Linked DNA regions of Oryctolagus cuniculus: region 2 is linked to region 1. The links are chromatin contacts, called in public Hi-C maps. All regions are on one chromosome and are shown on one strand. Each heading gives the region's core, a stretch centred on a gene start, on an enhancer-like site or on the middle of the called end of the contact. The rest is flanking DNA. Distances are from core to core; before and after follow the strand shown. Region 1 has its middle 8.3 kb from the start of MIR29B-1. Region 2 overlaps MKLN1 (muskelin 1).

Region 1 (4,511 bases), core at 1,665-4,164:
CGGGGATGTCTCCACACGATGGATCCATACAGGCTTCTCCAAGCCGCCCAGAGGCGCTCACTGCCTGCCTCCAGGGAGCCCAGCATGAGGCTGTACCCCACCAGTAACACAGCAGGAGGTGATGCTAACTATGGGATGGGGTCAAGGTGCTTGGGTGTGTCACACTGACCAACAGAAGGGCAAGGATTTAGGACCGGATGGCACCAGAGCAGGCCGATGGTGTGGTCAGCAGAGGCGCCACCAAGGACGGGGCCTGAGCCAGCTGCAGGGTGGCCTGCGCAGGTGGGAAAAGGAAGGGGACAGGAAACCAAATGTAGCAGAGGATGAAGACAGAATGCAGCCGAGTCAGACAGAGACTGGGGAGGATGGAGGTGCTGGGAGTTGGGGGGGTCGGGTAGGGGAGAGAAAGCTGAGTGTGTATCCCCCTCTGGGTGGTGGGAGAGGAAAAGAAACACGGATTTAATGAGCAGAAGGACAGATGCTGTTACAGCTGACCACGAGGGAAGCACTGTGCTGAGACCCAAGAGTGAACAGGCATGCGCCATCTTCGTGAGCTCTACGAGCCGGCAAACATGGTCAATATCATAGCGGAGTCAACACTGGGAAGGAGGTGCCCGCGGGTGGGGCGCCAGCCTCGGGGGCCAGGGTGGGCGTTCCCCCGGGGCCTGCTATCCCCATCTCTGCAGAGCCTGGCATGGAGAAAGGGAGGTGGGGGTGCAGGGTGAGCTGGCCAGCTTCATCCCACTTCCCAGGATCCCCGTCCTCAGGCTGTCAGGATGAAACAGTGCGCAGGTCTGGAACGCAGTTTGGGCTGGAGACAGGGAGCAGACTCGGCGTGGGGACACATGGATACCAAATGACACACGCAGCACGCGGCTGCAGGTGTCCCGGCGGACAGAGCAGAGCAGGCGACGGGGGCGGCGCTCAGCACCCCTGTCCTGACTCAGCCACCCTCCCCCAACCAGTGAGGACCAGCAGGGGGGCCGGGGACCTTCCACGCCCACGGGACCACACAAAACCCTGAGAAGGCATACAGCACTCTTTGCGTTTCATTTTCCCAGCTTACTGTGTGTGATCTTCTGCTGGGAACATTTTACCCACGGCTTAACATTTGGAACATGGCTAGACAACAATTTTTTTAAAGTACATAAAACATCATGAAGCAAGAAGAAAAACAAAAGCCCCAAGGGAGATTTTAGCTGAACTAGCGACCTCCACCAGCCTCATGTCTTTCTGGCACTGAGAAGGACAATTCCCAGGGAGGCAGCACACAGCCACGGACAGACATGGACACGGCCATGGCCAAGGCCCTGGCCCCAGAGAGCAAGCGCAGAAAAGGACATCTGGACACTAGGGTGGCCCGGACATGGACTAATTCTCTCTTCAGTAACTCTTTTTTAAAATAGATTTCTCGGGGCCAGTATTGTGGCACAGCAGATAAAGCCACCGCCTGCGACATCGGCATCCCATATGGGCACAGGTTTGAGTCCCGGCAGCTCTACTTCCGATCCAGTTCCCTGCTAATGCACCTGGAAAAGCAGTGGAGGGTGGCCCAAGTGCTTCAGCCCCTGCCACCCAGGTGGGAGACCAAGAAGAAGCTCCTGGCTCCTGGCTTCTGATTGGATCAGCTCTGGCCATTGTGGCCATCTGGGGAGTGAACCACTAGTTGGAAGATTGCTCTCTCTCTCTCTCTCTCTCTCCCTCTCTGTAATTCTGCCTTCAAAAGTAAGATCTTCTTCTCTGTCACTCTGCCTTTCAAGTAAATTAAAAAATAAATCTTAAAAAAAAAATACAATCCATTTCCTACTTTGGAAATGAAGGGGTGGGTGAAGGACAGCATGGGGCAGGCTAAGCCACTGCTTGAAGTGCGTGGAACCCAGTATGAGGGTGACGAGGACCCAGTCCCACCTCCGCTCCGAACCCAGCTTCCTGCAATGGCACCCCTTCAACTCAAGTAGTTGGGCCCCTGCCACCTACACGGGGAGCCCGGATGGAATTCCTGGCTCCCAGTTTCTTCAACCTGGCCAAGCCCTGGCTATTGTGGGCCTCTGGGGAATGAACCAATGGATGGACAATCTCTCCATCTGTCTGTCTCTGTCACTCTTTCAAATGAATGAACTGGAAAAAAAAATGAAGACAATATAGGGCGATGAGGGAAATATTATTTTCCCCCCAAACCATGTTGAAAACACAAGATACCTTTCCTAATTGTTTCCATGGCTTGGGAGGAAGAGAAAGAATGGCACTTGTTGCTACTGGGACTAAACAACAGCTCCTCTTGGGAAACACCACGCTGCAGGGTGTGCAGCGGGCTCGGCCATCGCGTGGGACACCCACACCCTGTATCCCACAGCAGAGCGCGGGTTCCAGTCCCGGCTGCTCTGCTTCCCAGCCAGCAACCTGCCACTGCACCTGCGGAGCAGCAGAGGCTGGACCAAGTACTTAAGTCCCTGCCAGCCTGGCCGACACCCCCACCCTGCCCCCACTGTTTTGGGAGTGAACCAGAGGATGGAAGCTCTCTCTCCTTCACTCTGCCCTTCAAGTAATAATAAAAAAAATTTTTTTAAGAGATTCTTGCTGGAGATGCTTAACTTGATGGTATGACAAACTTGGTTTACATTAGGGGGTAGGCGGAAGGAAACCACATTTTGCAGTAATCATGCCAGTTAAAAACAACAAAGCAGCAAAGCGATAAATGACAGCTGTTTAAATGCTCCCTGGAATCGCTTCTCGGTCTTTTGGCTAAGATCGAGTGTAAATGCTCCCTGGAACACACAGGCTTCACGGGAGGGCTGTCTGGGCTGAGATCTGGTGCAAACCCCTGGTCTCTGGCTCGTTTTCTCCCCTTACACAAACCTTGGACGCTGCAGGCTCAGGTCGCTGTCCTCAAACATGCGCAGGCGGCGTGGTCGCCTGGGGCCCGTGTGCAGCGCCAGCATGTCCTCTTCTGGGGACGCCACCCGTGGACGGTCTCTGGGTGCTGGACGGTCAGAGGGGACCTCCTGCCGGCCGTGCGGGGTTCTGCCCCTCGGATCCCTTCCTGATGACCTGACGGACAGGAGGGCGGAGTGGCCACTCGTCTCCGTCTCCGTGCCCCTCGGGCTGGTTCGGCGGCTCTCCCGGTCCTTCCTGCCACTGCCGCCTCTCCTCTAACTCGGGAGAAGCCCTTTCAAGCGTCCTGAGCATCTTCTGCAAGTGACGCTCGCTCAGTGCCTGGACAGAACAGCATGTTCTTAGAACATTGCTCAATTCATTCTCCTGTGGTAAGGAGTCAAAGTTTGTTTTACTAAGGACTAGCGTGGTACAAGCTACTCCTCATCCAGGAAAAAAAAAAAAAAAAGAGGTCTACTTGAGTCTCCTCTTTGGACATTCAGATAGAAATATTCTTTTTGCTTCTGGCCCAGGAGCTAATAAATTCACAACCCGCCGACAAAGGAGCTTTAGGCAAACAAGCCACCTCTGGCAAACAACTGATTCGTTTCCTTTTGTCAAAGTGAGTTTTTTCTCCTCTCTGACCGAGACGGTTCCCTGAGCATTCCTCAAAGGCCAAGCTGCCTCTTCCAGCAGGGAAGGGGGCCAAGGACACGCGGGAGCCTCGCCCTGAGGATGGACGGGCCATGGTGGCGCGCTGGAGGGAGCCCTGGGCACGCCGCCCACGGGCCTGGCTGTGGCTGGCCGCTGCGCCCTGCTGTGACCCCTGGCCGGTGGAAGCTGGTGTGGCCCCCTTTGTTCGCGTTTGCAGCTTTTCCACTTTCTCTCCAACACTTCTACACCACGCCACGCAGTGCATGGCTGGCTCCTGCCCTGGCCCTCACCTGGGGGGCTGGAGTCGCGAGCTTGTGTGTGCGGAGAGCAGCCCTGCCAGGAAAGAAACATCCGGAACCGTTCAAAACCATCAAGAATGTTGGCGCAGACTTCAGAAAGGCAGGATAAACAAACCCGTGCCCGGCGGGGACTGGCTCACTGGCTGTCCCTGCTTTGTTAACTCATCGGGCCCTGCGAGCTCGGCCGAGACCTGGCGGCCACATCTGCACCCTGGACGCGGGTGGCAGGCTGTTTCCCTCGGCGTCCAGTGCTCACTCGCCTTTGCCATGGGCCCCGGCACCGGCTGTTCTGCGACCAGGCCGGGCTGGTTCTCTCACCGCACAGAGGTTACAAAGCCCAGAGTAACGCTGCCCCTTGAGCGCCCACTCCCTGGGACGGGCGCTAGCATCAGCTGGCCTCTCTCTCCCAGCTTCGATCAGGAGGGCCACATGGAGCAGGCTTGGGGTCTGGTTTCCAGGAGAAGCTGCCTGAGGGACACTCAGAAATCTGTCTGCCTGTAGAAATGGATTCAATACCCAGGCAAAGTGAACAGAAAAATAAAGGAGAAAAACCTCAAATTCCCGGTCACAGTTTATGGTGCATGTAGCAGCTAAACCATGGCGTTCAACGGACTCACTGGAAAGCCCTTAGCAGGCCAGGCTGGCCCTGGACACACACACACAGAGCTCAAGGGAACGGCTGCACAG
Region 2 (4,846 bases), core at 1,062-3,561, 490 kb after region 1:
CATTTTGAACACAAGCTGTTATCAGCTACTTTATCTGTAATCCCCCTCATTCATTAACGCTTCCTTATTAGTGAGCTCTGTTTGTTAACAGTTCCTATCTTACCTTGTTGTACCTGTGCTTAAATTCTTCTTTGTGGAGTCAAGTTCAAAGCCCTGATCTTAAAATTTAATGGTGGGGCCGGCGCTGTAGTGCAGGGGGTTAAAGCCCTGGCCTGAAGTGCTGGCATCCCATATGGTTGCCTGTTCCAGTCCTGGCTGCTCCTCTTCTGATCCAGCTCTCTGCTAAGGCCTGGGAAAGCAGTAGAAGATGGCCCAAGTCCTTGCACCCCTCAACCACATGGGAGACTGGGAAGAAGCTCCTGGTTTTAGCCTGGCCTCACCCTGCCTATTTTGGCCATTTGGGGAGTGAACCAGTAGGTGGAAGATTCATTCTCATTCTCTCTCTCTCTCTCTCTCTCTCTCTCTCCCTCTCTCTCTCTCTTCTTCTGTCTCTGTAACTCTGACTTCCAAATAAATAAAAAAATCTTTAAAAATCTTCAGCTACTACCTATTTTGTTTTATGTCAGACAGTGAATTTATTTATCACACAGTTTAACTGCTTTACATCCATTACTTAATTCTCATAGTCACTTTATGCGTTAAGTGCTGTATCCCATTTTAGAGATTAGGAAACCTCTGGTTAAGGAATTTAACACGCTGCTATAGCTGTATGATAGAACCAGGATTGTAGTGAAATGAACCTGACCTTTAAAACACCTCTGGTGTGTTTTTGTGTCTCTGTACTTCTGTTATTCTTTCTATTCTGCTTGAAAGGGCTTCTTTTCTGTCCGCTATTCTGCCTACCAGAACACAAAGCTGCTTTCTGATGCGTGGATCAAATAGCACTGTCACCACTAACCTTTCCCGAGCCCTCGGCAGGTGTACTGCCTTCCCTCTGCTGCTTCTCCCCTCGTTTTGATCCCTAGTCTACCCTGAGTGATGGTAATTTGTGTTCCTGTTTTGTATTCCTGACTAGATTGTAAGCTCTTTGAGGACTGATTCTCTGTTTTATTTCTTCTTCTTCTCTTTAAAGTGTGTTACCAGTTCAGATCAGTACTCAAAAATATTGAATAAACATTCCCTTCAGTGCCAGGAGAAATGGAGACAGTAAAACCCAGGCTCTGTAAAAAAAAAAAAAAAAAAAAAAAATGTTGTTGCTTGAGGGGATCCTACTGCCCCAGGAGGATGTATCTGGATTGTTACAGAACCTGGGCCGAAAGGGCTTGCAGTAAACAAGTCTGTTACCCTGCCCAGAGATTAATGCTTTCTTCCCAACTGTTTCCATAATTCTCAACCTTATGCATCAAATAATGCTTTTGGTGGTATTTATTTCTAGACAATAATTTATCTCCGAGAGAATCAAGTAGATGATTTAATCAAACTTTTTTTTTTTTGCCCCCCTTTTTTTTGCTGTGTATTTTAATTCGAATACGTCAGTAGGTCCATTTGATTCATTTAATTTTACTATTAAACTTCAACTGAGACTGCAGAGCTTTTATGGACAGAAATGACATCTTGGCTTAATTCCATTGAGAAGCTTGCTCTGCGCCAGATTTTATTTTGCTCAGCTATCAATGAGGCTGTTGTGGAAATGTGGGTTTTCTTTGCTGTGAGAATTTTTTTGTACAAAGAGACCTGCTTTTCAGAAAGAACATTGAGAACCCAGAGCCCATGAGGAAGGGTTATTAAAGTTAATGAACCAGGGTAACCTTATCCAGAGGGTGCCCAGAAACACTATAAAACAAAAGGTCAATTGCTATTGCTGTTTTAGTTATATACTGTCTCTCTCCAGGCGTCGGAATCTAAGTGTTAATTGCCTTTATAGTGAGGCCTTGGCAGATAATTTTTAAGCCAGATGAAAATTCTTTAATTTCTTTTTCTATAAAATTGTCAATGTCTGGATGTAACGTTGTACCATTTGGGAAACAGAATATTGCTTCACTAATGATAATGCGTTGTTCTGTAATTGTGAGATGTGACAACTTTTTAGTAGTTTAAAATAATTGCTGCTATTTCACATTTGTTCGGGTTCAAAAATGTTCTGAGTACTGAATTAGGCATGGAATCAGATAGAACAATACTGTTTTTATTGCATCTGTGATACTTGTTACAGATAGATGGTGTATTTTGTGCATGTTAAGGTGGGAATGTTGGCCATGTTTGACAGCCTTGAGAATGTTTTCAGGTATTTTGTATTTGAAGAAGCTCAAACAGTGAGAAAACTAAGACTCCAGGAGGTTACATGGTGTGTGTTTGCTCAGCCAGTTAGCACTAGACCTCAGTGCTATTCCAGTGGGCTTCCCTTACCCAGAGCGCAGAAGCGCGTTGTGACTCCCCCAGATTGTTGGGGCAGAGAACGAGTGTTTCATTTAGAAAATTCACTTAGAGTTTGAGATTATCTGAAAATATGACAAAAATCTCTGAGAAGACAGCCCAACTGTGAAAGGCAAGAAGTTCCTTAAATGCGTCACAGTACTTCCAAGTGCACTTGAATCGTAGCCTTTCATGATACGGGATTAGATGATGGTCATAACATATTAGGCCTAGATCATGCCATTTAGAGAGTAGATGGCTTTGTAAGTTTTCCTGTATTGTTAACTTAAAAAAAAAAAATAGCTGAGCTTACGTAACCAATAGGCCTAAGACATTTGGCAAAGGAGAAAAATGCTTGAAGGAGAGGGAGGCACTGCAGTTGTGTGAAGAAGGATCTATGAGGTAAAATGTTAGTGTAAATACTCATTATTCACAGAGACAGAAATCAGTTTTGTCACAGTGATAAAGAGAATTCATAACTGTAATAGGTATTTTAGAGTCAAAAATAACTAAATTCTTGATACCTGCAATTACATAGAGGTTACTTTTTGAGGAGTACCACAATATATTTAGAAAAATTTCACCACCTTTATTGGAAATAGCAAAGTTAAACATCACTTGATTCTGAAAATATCTAACTTTAACCTACAGTTATTTTTTTGTTTAAAGGTTTATTTTATTTAAAAGGCAGAATTACAGAGAAAGAGAGAGTCTTCCATCTGCTGGTTCACTCCCCAGTTGGCTGCAAGGGCCAGAGCTGCCTGGAGCCAGGGGCCAGGAGATTCTTCCTTGTCTCGCACATGGGTGCAGGTCCCAAGCACTTGGGCCATCTCTACTGCTTTCCCAGGCCATAGCAGAGAGCTGGATCGGAAGTGGAGCAGTCGGGACTCAAACCGGCGCCCATATGGGATGCCAGCACTGCAGGCGGCAGCTTTACCTGCTGCACAACAGCTCTAGCCCCTATAGCTACTTTTAAATATTGTTTTCAGTATTGCAACAGAGAAAAAACCACCTTTAATGTAACAGTTTTTCAAAAACAGCTAGATGTCTGTATGTTATCCTCTTAGGCTATGTATTCCTCTGGGGTTTCTCTTTATTACATTCTGAGTAAAAAGATTACCTAGGTCTCTGGTAGTAAAATATAGATTGTTAAGAAGCTAAAAATGTAAACTTTTCATGTTTTAACACAAATTCCTTAACTGGCTTAACATCAGATTCACTTGAGATGTTTAAAAAATACAAACTGAAGACCTTGGAATTAGAATCTTGGGAAGCACTTCCTCATTATCCATAGTTTTGTAGATTGCTCCAAACAGTGATTCTGCAGCAACATTTCTGTTTTCTCATGTATAGGAAATACTGGCAAGTTACCAGTTTAAAAACTTCATTTTAAAATTTATTTAGATGTACTTTCCCAAATGATTGTGGAAACAATTGGCAATGTCTGGTTGCCATTGCTTAGTTTCTCCTAAATTTTATTTTTTACACTTATTTTTCTGACTTCCACAGAAACTGTGTATTTGTTTGGTGGCTGGGATGGCACACAAGATCTGGCCGACTTCTGGGCATACAGTGTGAAGGAGAACCAGTGGACATGTATCTCCCGGGACACTGAGAAAGAGGCAAGTTCGTGGGCACGTTAGTCCACTGTTACACCAGGGCACGGGTGTGCACTACTCTTTGTGTGATTGTATTCTTCTCTAATGTCTGTCTGTAGCGGTATCAACACAACTTGTGGTCAGCAAGTTTGGTGTAAGTACTCTTGGATTTCAGCTTCTGTACCTAATTTTTTTTTAACTACTAGAATACAAGCAAATCTAATAGAGATAAGTAGAAATGGCTATTTTTATATCATTTACTTTTTAAGCTGCTTTAGCCCAGAAATAGAACCCTATATCTTTCTTTTTTCGCATCCTTGTCACCTCTATTATTTTTATTTCCTTTGGAAAAAAATACTTCTGATGTTCTGACCTCTCACTGTCCTCATTATTTTGGCAATTTTCATAAATGATATTTTTAATATAAACTGTGTATTTGTATGCTTACTTCATGGTGAGTAAGATGGTTTAGGCTTACGGGTTTGAATTAAACATGTGCATAATTATATGCTAAGATAAAGTATTCTTTTTTCAATTCTTTGTAGAACTTTTTTTTTTAAGATTTATTTATTTACTTGAAAGAGTTACACAGAGAGATGGAGACGCAGAGAGAGAGAGAGATAGAGAGAGGTCTTCCATCCGCTGGTTCACTCCCCAGGTAGCCACAACGACTGGAGCTGTGCCAGTCCGAAGCCAGGAGCCAGGAGCTTCTCCGGGTGCAGGGGCCCAAGGACTTTGGTCATCCTCTACTGCTTTCCCAGGCCACAGCAGAGAGCTGGATCAGAAGTGGAGCAGCCGGGACACAAACTGGCGTCTATGGGATGCCAGCGCTGCAGCTGGCAGCTTTACCCACTGAGCCACAGTGCCGGCCCCTGTAGAACTTTTTTTTAACTGTA

Evidence for each region. Hi-C and Micro-C count contacts between places; a contact is called where the count stands out from the background.
Region 2: a contact with region 1 is called in a Hi-C map of psoas muscle, with 4 times the contacts expected there. The contact joins two enhancer-like sites. A contact is called at or near these places in 2 of 6 Hi-C or Micro-C datasets (psoas muscle and an unstated tissue).

The regions. Positions count from the first base shown.
Region 1 is chr3:166,949,042-166,953,552 of mOryCun1.1, forward strand. No RefSeq gene overlaps it. Among named protein-coding and RNA genes, the nearest start is that of MIR29B-1, 8.3 kb to the left of the region's middle. Within about 2 kb of position 2,915, at least 1 of the 8 cell types and tissues checked has an H3K27ac peak or open chromatin away from gene starts, as enhancers often do.
Region 2 is chr3:167,443,795-167,448,640 of mOryCun1.1, forward strand. It overlaps MKLN1 (muskelin 1), which reads left to right. Exons shown (of 23, transcript XM_070071320.1): 14 at 3,862-3,974. Among named protein-coding and RNA genes, the nearest start is that of PODXL, 120 kb to the right of the region's middle. Within about 2 kb of position 2,312, at least 1 of the 8 cell types and tissues checked has an H3K27ac peak or open chromatin away from gene starts, as enhancers often do.